Linked DNA regions of Sus scrofa: region 2 is linked to region 1. A link is a contact called in public Hi-C data. All regions are on one chromosome and are shown on one strand. Each heading gives the region's core, a stretch centred on a gene start, on an enhancer-like site or on the middle of the called end of the contact. The rest is flanking DNA. Distances are from core to core; before and after follow the strand shown. Region 1 has its middle 25 kb from the start of RREB1. Region 2 overlaps RREB1 (ras-responsive element-binding protein 1).

Evidence for each region. Hi-C and Micro-C count contacts between places; a contact is called where the count stands out from the background.
Region 2: a contact with region 1 is called in a Hi-C map of liver, with 1.5 times the contacts expected there. The contact joins two enhancer-like sites. A contact is called at or near these places in 2 of 47 Hi-C or Micro-C datasets (liver and psoas muscle) and 2 of 2 datasets of contacts at active chromatin or transcription factors (alveolar macrophages and skeletal muscle).

Annotation. Positions count from the first base shown.
Region 1 is chr7:4,483,840-4,491,479 of Sscrofa11.1, forward strand. No RefSeq gene overlaps it. Among named protein-coding and RNA genes, the nearest start is that of RREB1, 25 kb to the right of the region's middle. Within about 2 kb of position 3,997, at least 26 of the 83 cell types and tissues checked have an H3K27ac peak or open chromatin away from gene starts, as enhancers often do. A contact at or near this core is called in liver and skeletal muscle, where this site is marked.
Region 2 is chr7:4,589,303-4,596,942 of Sscrofa11.1, forward strand. All of the region lies in intron 6 of RREB1 (ras-responsive element-binding protein 1), which reads left to right. Among named protein-coding and RNA genes, the nearest start is that of RREB1, 81 kb to the left of the region's middle. Within about 2 kb of position 3,194, at least 17 of the 83 cell types and tissues checked have an H3K27ac peak or open chromatin away from gene starts, as enhancers often do. A contact at or near this core is called in liver and skeletal muscle, where this site is marked.

The DNA of each region.
Region 1 (7,640 bases), core at 2,747-5,246:
ATTCCACTCCTAGCTTGGGACCCTCCATATGCTGTGGCCCTAAAAAGACAAAAAAAAGGTTGAGTTCTCTTGTGGAGCAGTGGGTTAAGGATCCGGTGTTGTCACTGCTGTGGCTCAGGTTGCTGCTGTGGCGTGGGTTCGATTCCTGGTCCAGAAACTTGCACATGCCACTGGTGTGGTCAAAATAAAAAAGAAATACACTAATTAATTTAAATAAATGAGGTGAATTAAGGCTAAAGCAGATGTGTAAGCAAAGCTGGGGGTGAGGCTGACACACAAGATGACACCATGGGAGTTCCCATCGTGGCTCAGTGGTTAACGAATCTGACTGGGAACCATGAGGTTGTGGGTTCAATCTCTGGCCTCGCTCAGTGGGTTAAGGATCTGGCATTGTCGTGAGCTTAGTGGTGTAGGCTGGCGGCTACAGCTCTGATTAGACCCCTAGCCTGGGACCTCCATTTGCCACAGGAGCGGCCCTAGAAAAGGCAAAAAACAAAACAAAAAAACCCCAAAACCAACCCCCCCAAAACCCCCAAATTAAAATGACACCATGAAATCCAGACCATCTGCCTGTTGTGGGTGCGGAGCTGGCTTTGGGCATCTGGCACTCCAAGCAAATGGAGAGATGATTGGTAATAAGACTCAGGCTCTAGTGATAGGACAACAAACCCGCTGTGCAAGAGAAACACGGTTTTTTTCCTTGGCGCCAAGACTTGCCTTCTGTGGGTCCTCACAAGGAGAACTGGATGTCGGGTGGTGGGAGTCCCTGCAATTGATCAGATCATCTGCTTTTAATGCTGTGCCTCGGGCTCTGCCTCTCCGTAGCCAAGTGGCAAACAGCCACTGCCTAATTTCGTAAAAAGCATTTTATAACTGACCATAAACTGATGAAATTCTATTCTCCAGTTAGTTTCAGTGATACAAGGAAAGTGAATACAGGCCAGACACATGTCACAGATAAATCCAGTTGTGAAGTTTCTAAGTGTATCAGGCAGTAGCAACAGCATGGTAGGTGGAAATATGCTGTTTCAGCTGCATGGGGAAAGGAGAATTTTCCACTGCTCTCCTAACGAAGGCGCTGAGGAGGAAGCATGATTTTTAGGATGTGCTTGGGCAGAGGGCTTAGGATAAACTGAAGTGAAGTGGGCTTTCTCAGTGTGGCCACGGTCCAGAGAGTACAGGCCCAGGCCTGTGGGACTTGACTTTGGGGAGAGGAAAAATATGGTTCATTGAAAAATTATCGTCAAGGGCTCCTCTTTGTGGGAATTCCTGTCATGGCTCAGCAGTTAACTAACCTGACTAGGATCCACGAAGACGCAGGTTCGATCCCTGGCCTCGCTCAGTGGGTTAAGGATCCAGCATTGCTGTGAGCTGTGGTGTAGGTCGCAGATGTGGCTTGGATCCTGACTTGCTGTGGCTCTGGCGGAGTTTGGTGGCTACAGCTCTGATTGGACCCATAGCCTGGGAACCTCCATATGCTGTGGGTGTGGCCCTAAAAGACCAAAAAAAAAAAAAAAGTTCCTCTTGTGGCTCAGCGGGTTAAGAACCCAACATAGTCTCCATGAGGATGCGGGTTCGATCTCTGGCCTTGCTCAGTGGGTTAACAATCTGGCACTGCCTTGAGATATGGCTCAGATTTAATCCCTGGCCTGGGAACATCCATATGCTGTGGGTACAGACATAAAGAGAAAGTACGATTCAATTTCTATCTTTAAAAAAAATTCGATTTATTTATTTTTATGGCTGCACCCAAAGCATGTGAAAGTTCCTGAGCCAGGGAACAAACCTGAGCCACAGCAGTGACCATGCTGGATCCTTAACCCCCTGAGCCACCAGGGAACTCCTGGTCTTCCTCTGTGAAGGAAACAACAGTTTGCCCCTCTCTCCACCTCCACGGTGGAGGGAGGGCCCTGCCTTCCCCCCTGATTGCGGTGTGTCTTGGACCATGTTCTAGCACAGGCCAGTGAGCACTGGCGAGGAGGCCTTTGCATCCAGGCCGGGCACTTCCATTGCAGGAGCAGCCAGGCGAATCCGGCTAACATGACCTACAGTGGCGTTTCGGACAGTAGGGAACCTGCTAACCAGGAGAGCCCGCCCAGAGGGTGCTAACAAGGCTGATATAACCAGGGCGAGGCTGTTTCCTTGTACCGTCCTTCTGCCACAGCCAGCTAAGATGTCCCATCACTTCTTTCTTTGACAGGACAGATTATTGCTAAGCGTCTCCTAGAGGTGACCATTCAGAGTTGGCATATCATTTAATTTGGACCCTGACAGTGTGGTAGGCCTCATCTAGGGGCACCTTTGGAGTTAAAGCCCGTTTCGGCCACTGGGGTTCTTGGGCAGGTGCCACAGTAAGTATTTCTGATCCCTGAGGCGCCTCCTCTGAGCTGTGTGATCAGCTCCCCTCCCCCTTCCACCCTCCCCGAGAACCTTCCACATCGGCTGCCAGAAAGACTTGTGACCTGTGGGCACAGCCCAGCGTAGTGACTGCTTTGTGTATCAGCCCATCCAGAAAGCAGTCTAGAAACTGTGCACGAGTCTGGAATCTTTCCGAAGCCTCGGGAACAGGGACTAAGTCTCTTCTAAGTGGGGAAGCACACGTGCACACGCGGCCACAGAGAGTCGTCACTTCAGGATGGAATCGGGGCCTCTGCTGGCCAGATTTCTGAGTTGCATACTGTGCTCATCGTTCTATAATTTGAAACCCCCATCATCATCGGGCACCTGAGGACGTGTTCAGAGGTAGCTGGTCACGGGCGCCTGTGCATGGGGAACAGCCACTGATCCGATGTCTGAATTCAAAATGTGCCTCTGGACCACTTTCCCCTGGAAGGTTTCTTCCCCTGAAAAATGACTTGCTATAATTAGCGCCCCCCCCCCAAGCCGGCTTGCTGTGCCCGGGCTCTTTCGCCTTCTCACATTCCTGCCTGCCCCGCTCCCCAGCGATGCAAAGCTGCGGCCCTCTTGGCCTCCATCTCCTGGCCTGCTTATCAGCTGTCCTTAACCTTTGTCCTGTTAGCTTGGTGGCGCTTTGGTGCACTCCGGTGCAGCAGGGAAACAGTACCTCTGTGCTCAGGACAGCGTCCTCTTTCATCCAGCCGCTCTCCTAACCACGGCTAACTCTCGCCCCTGCGGTTACATCGGGGGCCCGTCTCCACTTTCTCGACCCAGGTGTCTTCGTTTGCCTTTGGGAAAGAAAGAAGGGCCATTTCAGTCAGGGCTTCACAGCTGGGTGTGTTTTCAGCTAGCATCTTGGAAGATGGGCTGCCAGCATCTTTCTGCCACCTGGCCTTTCTAGCCCTCTCACTTCCTGTCCTCATGGCATTCAGCAGACCCGGGCAGTTCGGCGAGCAAGTTCCTTTTGTTGGTCTGCTTTAACGTCAGCGCCTTTAAAGAGAGTCTGAATCCTTATTTCAAGTAGGGGCCCAGCTGTTGGAGGGACCCCGCTGGTGTTAACAGAGGTGCTCAAATGAGAACTGGGGGGATTCAACCTTTTGCAAAATGGGAGCATACATCCGCCTCCACCCGCCGACCCCGTGGCTCAGGATTGAGTCAGGGCTCTTGGGACACATTAACTTTCTTTTGTATCCAGCTTAACCATCCAGACCTGTTTCCAGCACAGATTTTTGTGGCTCTGACACCCCTACCTACCCTCAGCATTCAGAAAGCTAAGAAGAGCCTGCCTGTGGGGGTGTCCTCAGCTGCTTAGAACATGGTAGGGCAGGACCAGCCAGGCATCCAGCAACTCGAGTTCCCGGAAAGCTTAGAGAGGCGGGAGGTGGAAGGGAGGCAGGGGGAGACTTGGGGAAGCGTCTGTGCCTGTTTGCACCCCAGCCTGCTGGCCACTGAAGTGCCATCTCCTCTTCCCCCGACTTCTGTTATCTAGGGACGGGCTGTCACCAGACCCCCAGGGAGCCTGGCGTGGGGGGGGCGCCTCCGGGAACCTGCAGCCTGGCCCCGCCTCCTGATGGCCCCGCCTCCTGATGACGCAGCAGCCCCTGGAGGTGCTCGCACAGCCACGTGGCCTTGCCAAGGGCTTTCTGGCTGCTGTGAGCACCTTGTCAAGGGCTTTCCGACTGCTGTGACCTTTCAGGTTTCAAGCAGGGAGATTTCTCAGCCCTGGGAGCCGGGGGGCGGGGCGGGGGGGGGGGGGCCTGAGGACAAGTCCCAGCTTCATGCAGCTTTGGATGTTCAGCGGTCACATCTCTCTGACCCCAGCCGCCTCCAACGCAGGAGGACTGTGAGTTAGGTGCGCCCATGCGTGTAGCAGAGCCATCAGTCCCCGCAAGCATTTGAAACCATCTCTGCAGGCCTCCTCTTTCGAGGCCGCAGCACCTGCCAGGATTAGCACCTGAGCCGCAGTCCCATAACTACCAGCGCCTCTCCAACCCTGACCTGGTTTTGAGACATTGTCATTTGTAGACCCCGTTATACCCAACTGTGACCGAACTTGCTGGAACAACTCAGCAGTTCCCAGCACAGCCCGGCCTTTCCCAGCCTCCACCTTGAACCTGCTTCTCTTCTGCCACACGGTCTGAGAGTTAAAAACTCATCAATGAATCTTTCACTTTCAGTGTGCGCTTCCTGAATGAGTCGTAACTTCGATTTTTTTCTTTTTCCCTAACTTTGCTCTCTGATCTCAAGGGCCACATCTGACAGAATGCTCTTTTTTTTGGTTTTGTTTTTTTTTTTAGGGTTGTTTTTTTTTTTAAAGGGTGGGTGTTTTTTGTTTTTTTTAACATCTCTTTATTAATCAAAATGACTTCGGTTTGAAGGAAGCACCTTACACAGAACTCATTTAGAAGATTAGAGCTGTTTGTGAGAACGTGAATGTAGCTGATTATCCTTTTTATATGTAAAAAAACTGGCAAGCCGTTTAAACCTTTTTCCTCCTGGTAACTTAGAAAAAAAATCAGCCAAGGTACTTGAATTTTGTCACCTTTCTTTTTCCCTCCTTGTGCCAGGATAAAGATGTCGTAGAAACTTTGGGGTGCCACCCTCCTGCTCCACGCTTTTGGTAGGAGAATAAGTGGCTTTTTCCTTGAGAGGAGGGTTGTGCAGCCTGTGTCTGAGCTATTCTCTTGCAAATCCCTGGGGGTACTTAGTGGCAAAGTCTGACTAGCCACGCTCCTTGATTTCCTTTGAACAAGGGGAGTGACTTGCTCTTTTTCTGCCCAGCCCTCACGCTGAAAAAATCCGGTAGGTGGCCAGAGAGTCTTTAGAAGACTAAAGACAGCTTCCGAGAGCCACTGGACCAGGTTTTAAAAAGAAAAGTGTGCTTGGATCTTTGTCCCAGCGCACAATGCAGGAGGGGCTGAATGGGACCGGGCTTGGGGACAGGTGACTTAAATTAGACAAGTTACACATTGACATGTTTGACTCCAGCTAAATTGAGTTCTCAAAATAATCCCTGGGCCCGGAGCTCCAACTGTTGAAGCGGTCCTCATATCAGACCTTTGCGTTGGCCTCGTTCAGCCTCTGGTTTCTGGCGCTACGTCATCCTCTGCAGTCCCACCAGGAGCCCCACCAGAAGGCCTGTGGCACCAGGAAGGATTCCGCTGGCACCCGCAGGGCCAAACCCCAGGAGTTCTGAGGGCTGAGAACTTTGCCCTTTGTAAATTACTTTTGTAAAAAAAATTCTGAGTGCGGAGACCGCGATAAGGAAATGGCTCTGCCGTTTTATAGGGCCAGCACTCAGTTTCCTGTGGTGTCCCATGTGCCACTCTGATTTGAGTCATCTGAGGCCTGAGAAGCCACCATGACCCTGCCCTTAGTCACTTGTTCTGGGGCTGGCTGGTGTGCAGCCCATGTCCCCAGCCACAGGTGTGTGCTGGGTCACAGAGATGTTCCGAGAAGCAGCCAGCATCTTTGACTAAAGGATTCACTGAATGTGACTTCAGCATTCACGTGGCGGGGTGTGTGTGTGTGTGTGTACATATATGTGTATATATATAAAGACCATATATAGAGAGAGAGTTTACCATGTGAATGATTTTTAAGTGTACAGCTCAGTGGCATTAAGTAATGTCACGGAATTGTGCTATTAGCATCTCCATGTATCTTCAGAACTTCTTCATCTTCCCCAAAAGAAACTGTACAGAATTCCGCCGTGGCACAGTGGGTTAAGATCCAACTGCAGCGGCTCCCGCGGCTGCAGAGGTGTGGATCTGAATCCTCGCCCAGCACAGTGGGTTAAAGGATCCAGCATTGCCACAGGTACGGCTTGGATTCGATCCATAGGCTGTGAGGCCATAAAAAAAGAAAGAACCTCTGGACCCATTAAACCCTTAACTCCCCACCCCCTCCCTCATCTCCTAGTAGGACCCAGTCCACTTTCTGTCAGTACGGATTTGACACTCTAGGGACCTCCTGTAAGTAGAATCATCTAGTATATTTGTCCTTTCGTGACTGGCTTATTTCAATCAGCACAATGGCATCAAGTCATCCTGTTATAGCGGATGTGAGTGTTTCATTCCTTCTTCTTCTTTTTTTTTTTTGCTTTTTAGGGCTGCACCTGTGGCATATGGAGGTTCCCAGGCTAGGGGTCCAATCGGAGCTACAGCTGCCAGCCACAGCCACAGCCACAGCCACACCAGCTCCGAGCCACATCTGTGACCTACACCACAGCTCATGGCAAGGCCAGATCCTCAACCCAACTGAACAAGGCTGAAACCTCATGGTTCCTAGTCAGATTTGTTTCCGCTGCGCCAGGATGGGAACTCCCAATATTTCATTACTTTTGAAGACCGAATAACGTGCCATTGTACATGTAAGACCCTGTTTTGTTTATCCGTTCATCATCTGAGAACATTCGGATTTTCCTTCCACTTTGGGGCTCTTATGAATAACGAGGGTACAGGTCCTTTGAGACTGCTTTCAGTTCTTTGGGGTATAAAGGCAGAAGTGGAACGGCCGGATCATAGAGTAACTCTATTTTTAATTTTTGGAGGAACTGCTGTATTCTTTTCCATCGAGGCTGTTCTATTTTACTTTCCCACTGACGAGGTGCTGGGGTTCCATTTTCAACTCCAGCTGGCAGTTTTCTGCATGTTTGGTATGAGCCATCCTAATGGGTGTGGCATGTATCTCCTGGTGGTTTCAAACAATGTTTTTTTTGGCTACACCCCTGGCAGGGGAATACTCCCGGGGCCAGAGATCAAACCCAAGTCACCGCAGCTACCGGAGCCACTGCAGTGATAACGATGAGTCCTTAACTCACTGAGTCACACGGGAACTTGAGAACAGTGGTCGTTTTATTTATTTTATGTCTTTTTAGGGCCACATCTGTGGCATATGGAGGTTTCCAGCCTAGGGATCGAATCAGAGCTGCAACTGCCAGCCTATACCACAGCCACAGCCACAGCAATGCCGGATCCTTGACCCACTGAGTGAGGCCAGGGATCGAACCTGCGTCCTCCTGGATGCTAGTCAGATTTGTTTCCGCTGAGCCACGGCAGGAACTCTCAGTGGTCGTTTTTCGTGTGGGTCTTTGGTGGCAGGCAGAGCCCACCCCTCCTGTGTTTCTGTGTGATAGAACAGGCTCCTTACCTGCTCTGTAGCCTGGGGCCTGGAGCTGAGCCCTTGCTCTGGTTTGCTCCAGCTAAGCCCTGCGGCTCTTGGGGCAACTGCTGATAAGAGAC
Region 2 (7,640 bases), core at 1,944-4,443, 100 kb after region 1:
CCCAGGCTAGGGGTCCAGTCGGAGCTGTAGCCATCGGCCTACACCAGAGCCACAGCAACGAGGGATCCGAGCTGCGTCTGCAACCTACACCACAGCTCACGGCAACGCCGGATCCTTAACCCAAGGAGCGAGGCCAGAGATTGAACCCAAAACCTCATGGTTCCTAGTCGGATTGGTTAACCACTGCGCCATGACGGGAACTCCCTCATATTTTTTTTCTTCTTGAGTCATTTTCAGTAGCTTATGTCTTTTCCAGAAATTTAGCCATTTTGTCTTAAGTTATATAATTGGTTGGCATAGGTGGTTCATAGTGTCCCTTATAATCCTATTTATTATGTATGGTCAGGAATAATGTCTCCTCGTGCATTCCTGATTTTAATAATTTGAGTCTCCTCAGTGTTATTCCTTACTCAGTCTAGCTAGACATTTAGTCAGTTTTATTGTTTTTTTTTTCAAAGAACTTTTCGATTGTGATATTCCTCTGCTCCTTTTCTTCTCCGCTTCATGAGTTTTCCACTCTAAACACAATTATTTCCCTTCTTCTGCTTACTTTAAGTTTAGTTTGTGCTCCTCTTTCCAGTGTTTTAAGGTAGAAGATTAGACTGTTTAATTGAGAACTTTTTTGATACCGGCATTTATAGCTGTATGTTTCCCTTTAAGCATTGCTTTCATCCCATCCCATAAATTTGTGTACGTTGTGTTTTCTTTTTTATTCATCTCGAAGTAGTTTCTAATTTCTCTGTGATTTCTTCTTTGGTTATTTAGGAATATGTTCAACTTCCACATATTTGCAAGTTGCCAAACTTTTTGCTATTATTAACTTCTGATTTGATTCCACTGTAGTTGGAGGACGTACTTTCTATGATTTCCGTTCTTTTAAATTCATTGAGGCTGGTTTTATGGCCTAGCATGTGGTCTGAACTAGAGAATGTCCCATGTCTGTTTGAGAAAAATGTACATACTGTTTTTGTTGTGTGGAGTGTACCCTTGATGTACTGTCACTTCAGCTGATTTACATATTGTTCAAGTCTTCTGTTTCCTCATCGATCTGCATTGATCTTTGTGTGTTCTACCTGTAAGGTTTATTCAGTTATCATCCCTTTTCACAGAAGAGGAAACTTGCTTAGGATCAAAGTCGGTGCCGAGGTTTGAACTTAAGCTTAGAGGCCATGAAAAATAATTGATGTAGCTTTTTGTCACTTTGCATATTAGAAAAAAGCACTCTTTCAGCTCTGCCGTCTTTCGAAACAGTTGCGTGTCACTGTAGAGTGTGATGTTCACAGGTAGCCGTTCTCAGCCGCGCTGCCCGTGGGTCTGCTGAGTGTGGTCATGGATAAACAGAAATGACCTTGAATTTTTTATAGCACAACTCTTGATAGTACCCTAAGATATGTTTCTCATTTATGAACAGTGCATATTGGAGTTTTTGGTAAATTGCTGTTGACAAGTTTGTTTTTTAAGGGCCGCACCTGAAGCCCTTAAAGTTCCTAGGCTAGGGGTCAAATTGGAGCTGCAGCTGCCAGCCTACATACACTGTAGCTTGCAGCACCACATACTTAACCAACCCACTGAGTGAGGCCAGGGATCGAACCCACGTCCTCGTGCCCTCACACATACTGGTTGGGTTCTAAACCTGCTGAGCCACAATGGGAGCTCCTACAAGTATTGTTAAAGCAGGCCTTAGGGTGTTCATTTGTGCTAATTTTGGATTTTGTGCTGATTTCATTTATTGTGAGTCATCTTGATTTGAAGGAGGGGGCTAATCGTTGGGGGGCCGAGTTCTAGTCCCAGTTCTGTAGAACTTTTCGGAAATCTCCAGTTTTCTCTGCTTTACCAACAGGGCATAGCAAAACCTCATTCAGAACTTGTGCTCAAACGCAGTGAGTGTTTGTGGGAGCATTTTGAAGGCTTGTAGGGTACCATGGAAGTGTGCTGGGTCGGGGGTCTTTCTGAGTTGGTGCTTTCAGAGCTGAAGGCACCCCTGTGATCACCTTCGAGAGGTGAGCACTCCGAGCTGTGTGACCCTGGCAGGTTCATTGACCTCCCTGTGTCTTGGTCACTTCATCTGTAGAAGGCGGTGCTACTGTGCCAATTGGAACATTGCAGGGGATTCATGATTTAACACATGCCAAGCACATAAGATAATGGTTAGTTAACTAGGACTTAGAAATAAATTTAAATAAATGGTCATTAATGTCGTTGTTCTTTGTGCCACTGAGGGAAGGTGTAACGGCTGAACAGTCATATAATGCCAGAAAATGAATGAAGAAGTTATTTTTCCCTTTGTTCTTTCCTAGATTAAACTGGTAATTTAAACATCAAAACTTTATTTAGAATATTTGAGTTGATCACACTGCCTTTATTTCATCTTCTCTGTAGAAAATCGCAAACAATGCGTTAAAAGAGCACTTGGTTTTCAGTCCTCAGTCGCAATCAGCACCACCTTCCCTTGTTGGTGAAACTGTGCTTTTGGAAAGAAATGTGTATAAAAATGTGAAAACACTTACAAAAATGTGCCAGAGAGAGTAGAGTTAGATTTATTTGTCCTGGTGGATCTGTTCCAGAATCTGATACTCCAGTGGTGAGCTGTGATCTCTCCTGAGCAAATACCTGTGTTACATTAATCAGGGGCCAGAGCCCCGCTGGGATGTGTGTGCAGGAATTAAAAAGAAGAGTGAGGGCCCGAGTCTGGAGTAGCTGCATCCTTGTTTGATTTTTCTAGGCGTGAAAGGAAGTCAGTGGACTGTGTGTTTGCTGCTCAAAACCAAGAAGTTCTGTGTCTCATTTTCCTTCTGCTGCTGCTGCTGCTGCTTTCAAGATCTGTGGCAGCAGCTGGGACTCTTGAGCCGGGAGCCGATGGCCAGGGCTGGGCACCTACCCCTAGGGCCCTGTTCTGCCTTCACTGTCACCTGCCCTGGGCCCCCTTACCTGTGACAGGACTCTGTGCTGAGTGTCAGTCCCTCCCCTCAGGGCTGCAGGACCCCTCTGTGATGTGAGTCCCTGTAGTGTGGACTTGTAGGTCGGGTTCTCCGAGGCCTAATCGCACAAGGCTGGTCCAGTGCCCCTGCCCTCAGCCCCCGGCTCACCCCGTTCTCAAGGTCATCTACACGAGCCCAAGTGCCGTGTGCCTGCGTATGTGTGCACGCACTCAAGTTTCCTGGCTGAGCCCCGCCTTGCCCGTGTTTACTGCCCAGCGGCGTGCTGGAGGAGGCAGATCTGGACTCCACCCCAGATTTTGGTTGCTTTAACCCCTAGAGGGCTTCACTATGCATCTCACAGTGTGGACCTCGAGAGCTGCATCCTTCTCCATTTCCAGTTATTCCTAGCTGATGAGGAGATACTCGTTGCAGCTACCCACTTTATAAAGCAACTCTCTCTCCTTTGGCCACGAGTCATTTTATGAGAGTTCATTTGTTGTCTTTGTTTATGAGGCTAATCAGTCCTTCTGTAGTGTTTCCTTCACTGTCGTTTTATGAGAGGACCGTCAACCAGTAGAACCGTCATATTTATTTAAAAAAAAAACATTTCACAGAATCAGGTAGCAGATCAAATTACGTGTGGTCACGTTGATAGTTGCAGTGTAGCATTAATAAGCCCATTACCTACACTGCACACAGAGTTTAAAACTTCGTTCGAAGGCAAGTGTGGGGAGTTGCCATCCTGGCTCAGCGATGAACGAAACCTGACTAGGATCCATGGGTACATGGACTCCATCCCTGGCCTCGCTCAGTGGGTTAGGGATCCGGCGTTGCCATGAGCCGTTGTGTAGGTTTTAGGCAAGGCTTGGATCCCAAGTTACTGTGGCTTTGGTGTAGGCCAGCAGCTACGGCTCCAGTTTGACCCCTAGCCCTGGAACTTCCACATGCCACACGTGCAGGCCTAAGAAGACAAAAATAAATAAATGAATAAATACATGCAAGCAAGTGTAAAGTGTAACAGAATCACTTTGTTGTGCAGCAGAAATTATCACCACTTTGTAAATCAGTAAATAAAATGCCACCAAAACTTTACAAATGTAAAAAAATAAAAAGGAATTGTATATTTGGTAAATAGGGAGACTTAGAGTGATGCCAGTTCCAGCTTATTTTGAAAAAGTTTGGAGGAGAGACCGTCTCAATTTAGTATCATATCCGGTATAGTTTTTCAAGTTGCCACATCCCTGTCTGCAGATTCTCATGTTTTTGAGGTTTGAAAATCCTTTATCCCAAACCTTTCTAAATAGCCTAGTTCCTGAGCAGAATAATAGGCTGCCATCACAGTGCAAAACACGTATCATGGAAACATCCCCGTGGCTCCGGCTTTTAACTTCCCAGAACTCCTTATCAGTCTGCTCCCATGTTGAAAGTTTGGATTGAGCCGTGCTTGTCTTCCAAAACAAACCTGGGAAACTGAGCCAGGGCCCGCCCTCTGGGAGCGTGCAGTGTAGGAAAAAGGGCACTGAGCTTTGCAGTTTGCACAACTTTCCAGAAAGTGCCAGACGGCAGAGCTGTGAAGAAGTGATGATACTTGAAAGGATTGAAAGGGATCTCATTTGGAAAGAATCCAATCTCTGAAATGGGTCTTTTTCTTTGGAAAATCGTAATTATAAAATAGGGAATTAACATCCATTTTGCTCCTCATCTTAGGAACTGTGGACTTTGGAGCTGTGCAGGGGGTCGTGGGGCGCATATCATGTTAGGGACACGCAGGAGAGAGACCCTGGCAGGAGCCAGAGCAGGCTTTTCTAACTCACTCCTCCATCCTCGGAAGAGGTCCCCTCGGGCGCCGGCACACCCTCCAGAGAGCAGGGGTGTGTAACCGTCCAGGTGTGGGTGTCAGAGGTGCAGGGGAGGCAGGGGGTTCCTGCTTGTCTTGCTCCCCCCGCAGTGGGCCTGCCTTTATCTGCCCCCGAGCACAGCAGGTGCAGGCCCTGCGGATGCCGCCGGAGAGTGGGCAGTCTTCAGGAGCAGAGGCTTATGTGCTCCTGTTATGCGGGAAGAAAGCATGCGCTGCTCAGAAATGTGACCTGCTCCGTGACAGACGAGACCACAGAGGCTCTGAATTTAGCACACAACTCTCAGATGCTTAGACGCAGCCAGCCCTTGGCGTGTACTGCCGAACTTGGGCATCTGAACAGGTGGCCAGCATTAAAGGGCTGAAGGAGCAGAGGTAGGGCAGTGTCACTTCTTTACCCTCCAAGCCCAGCAAGAGGAAGGGCCCTGTGAAAATCTGTCACGGTCATAATCGAGTTTCGGAGGGCACCCCGCAACTAGCTTTGCACCTGCTACTCCTCAAGAGCGGAGGGGAAGATGCAGAGGCCTGGGCCCGCCCGTCTTGAAACGAGTCGCGCAGCAGGTGCTTGGTGCCTGGCGTACTCCTTGGAGGGAAGGAAGGTCTTAGGTCAGATTGAACGCAGAGAATTTATTTTAGGAAAGAAGTCTGAGGGTCACACTACCCAGGACTAGATAAACGCTTTGTTTCCTTTGAGATACTGCTATAAAAAAGAAGAGGGAGTTCCCATCGTGGCACAGGGGTAACAAACCCGACTAGCATCCATGAGGATACAGATTCCACCCTGGGCCTCACTCAGTGGGTTAAGGACCTGGCGCTGCCGTGAGCTGTGGTGTAGGTCGCAGACACAGCTTGGCTCTGGCGTTGCTGTGGTGTAGGCTGGCAGCTGTAGCTCTGATTTGACCCCTGGCCCGGGAACTTCCATATGCCTCTTGTGAGGCTCTAAAAAGACAAAAGAAAAAAAAAGAAAAGAAAAAGAAGGGAATAATGATTATATAATAACATTTTTCTTTTTTTTTTTCTTTTTTGGTCTTTTTGCCATTTCTTGGGCCACTCCCATGGCATATGGAGATTCCCAGGCTAGGGGTCTAATCAGAGCTGTAGCACAGGCCTACGCCAGAGCCACAGCAATGCAGGATCTGAGCCGCATCTGCAACCTACACCACAGCTCACGGCAACGCCGGATCGTTAACCCACTGAGCAAGGCCAGGGATCGAACCCGCAACCTCATGGTTCCTAGTCAGATTCGTTAACCACTGCGCCACAACGGGAACTCCGTATATAAGTAACTAAGTCTCTGTTCCTTAGGGGGGAAAGACAAATCAGGAGAAAATACCTTTCAGGGCTGCTCAGAGGTCTTGACACACTCGGGTCCACTTAGAAGATGATAAACTAAAGATTGTTGGAGGCTTTGTGTGAATGAGATGCTCGTGTCGTCTCTGCACCATCAGCACACCTGTCTGAACTGGGCCGGACCTGCAGTTCTCCCCTCGGGTGGGTCTTTGGTGAATATTGGTAGTTTCACAAGTGTGCTTGGGTATCAAGACAGTTTCTATGTGTACTTAGTACCCTGTTCTGAACCAGTCAGACACGCTTCGGGTGTAGTTAGAAAGCCTTTTCCTAGCTAGGGTGACACGTTTTTCTTTTTAACCAAGGAAAAAGAAAGCTATTCCCTGATCATTCCGCTTAACATGCTTTTCACTCTCTCGAGAGTCTACCTCATTAAGAGGCCCAGAATTTTCCCCTCGAGAGGGAATGTTTGCAAATATATTTATCACAGCAAAATGTTTTAAGTTACCAGTTTCCCCCAATAGCATTGTTAATCTGTCACCAAATGAGTTTATTTTTTGATTATATTTAAACGTTTTTAGCCTTTCTTTACATCTCATTGGCTGGAGTTAAAACGTGTATGCTTTCATTTTAACTTAGGTAGTTGTTTAAATAAAGGTGGCCTCTCTGTGGGTCCTCTGAGAGCCCTTCCTTCCTCTCTGGTTACATCTGATAAAAGATGCTCAGAGCAAGGAGGAAGAGGGCCACCATCGCTGGATCTGTAATGGGGGTGATGTTTTGCTCCCAGGGTTTATTATCAGGGTTAAATGATAGAATCATTAATTTTATATAAATTATACTGCAATCAAGCCTCTGGCTCACATAAGATATTCAGTAAACGGTAGCTCCCCTCTTTCCCTTCTCCCTGCAGGCAGTTTAACCCACTGGTCCCCTCTACCTGCCGATATCTACAAAACCAACCAATTGCTTCTGTGCCCTGTGACCTTGAGGATTTCAGGCTGCATCCTAAGAACATGATGGTCAGAGCGTAGTGTTTTGTAGGGTAGCTGTGTCCATACACCTCTTCTGAATTGTACAGATCCCAGAGCCTCAGTATTTGAACACTTCTGGGTTTGGGTTTTTTTTTTTTTTTTTTTTTTTTTTGATTTCTCGTTTTGTGATATTTTATATTTTTCATGTGGATTTGCATTTATACCCTTAGGGGAGATTTGCATTTATACTATTAGGGGAGAGTCTGTGGCCCTTTTCAGAATTTTTACTTTTCCTTTTTGGAAATCTGCGCATAGTAGAAGGCTAACACTCTTCTCTGAGAAAGAGAACAGGTCAGAGTGACGTGTCACACAGTGTTATTCTTCACATGAGATACAAAATATAAGAAAATAGCAAAGCTGGAAGGTTTTGGTTTTTGTTTTGTATTTCCCTATGCCCTCGTGGCATACGGAAGTTCCTGAGCCAGGGATTGAATCCCAGCTGCAGCTGCAACCTACGCCACAGCTTAGCCCACTGTGTCACAGTGGGAATTCCACAAAGATGGAAGTTGACCCATTTCAGTTGACAGTCTCTTGTGCAGTGTGATTTGT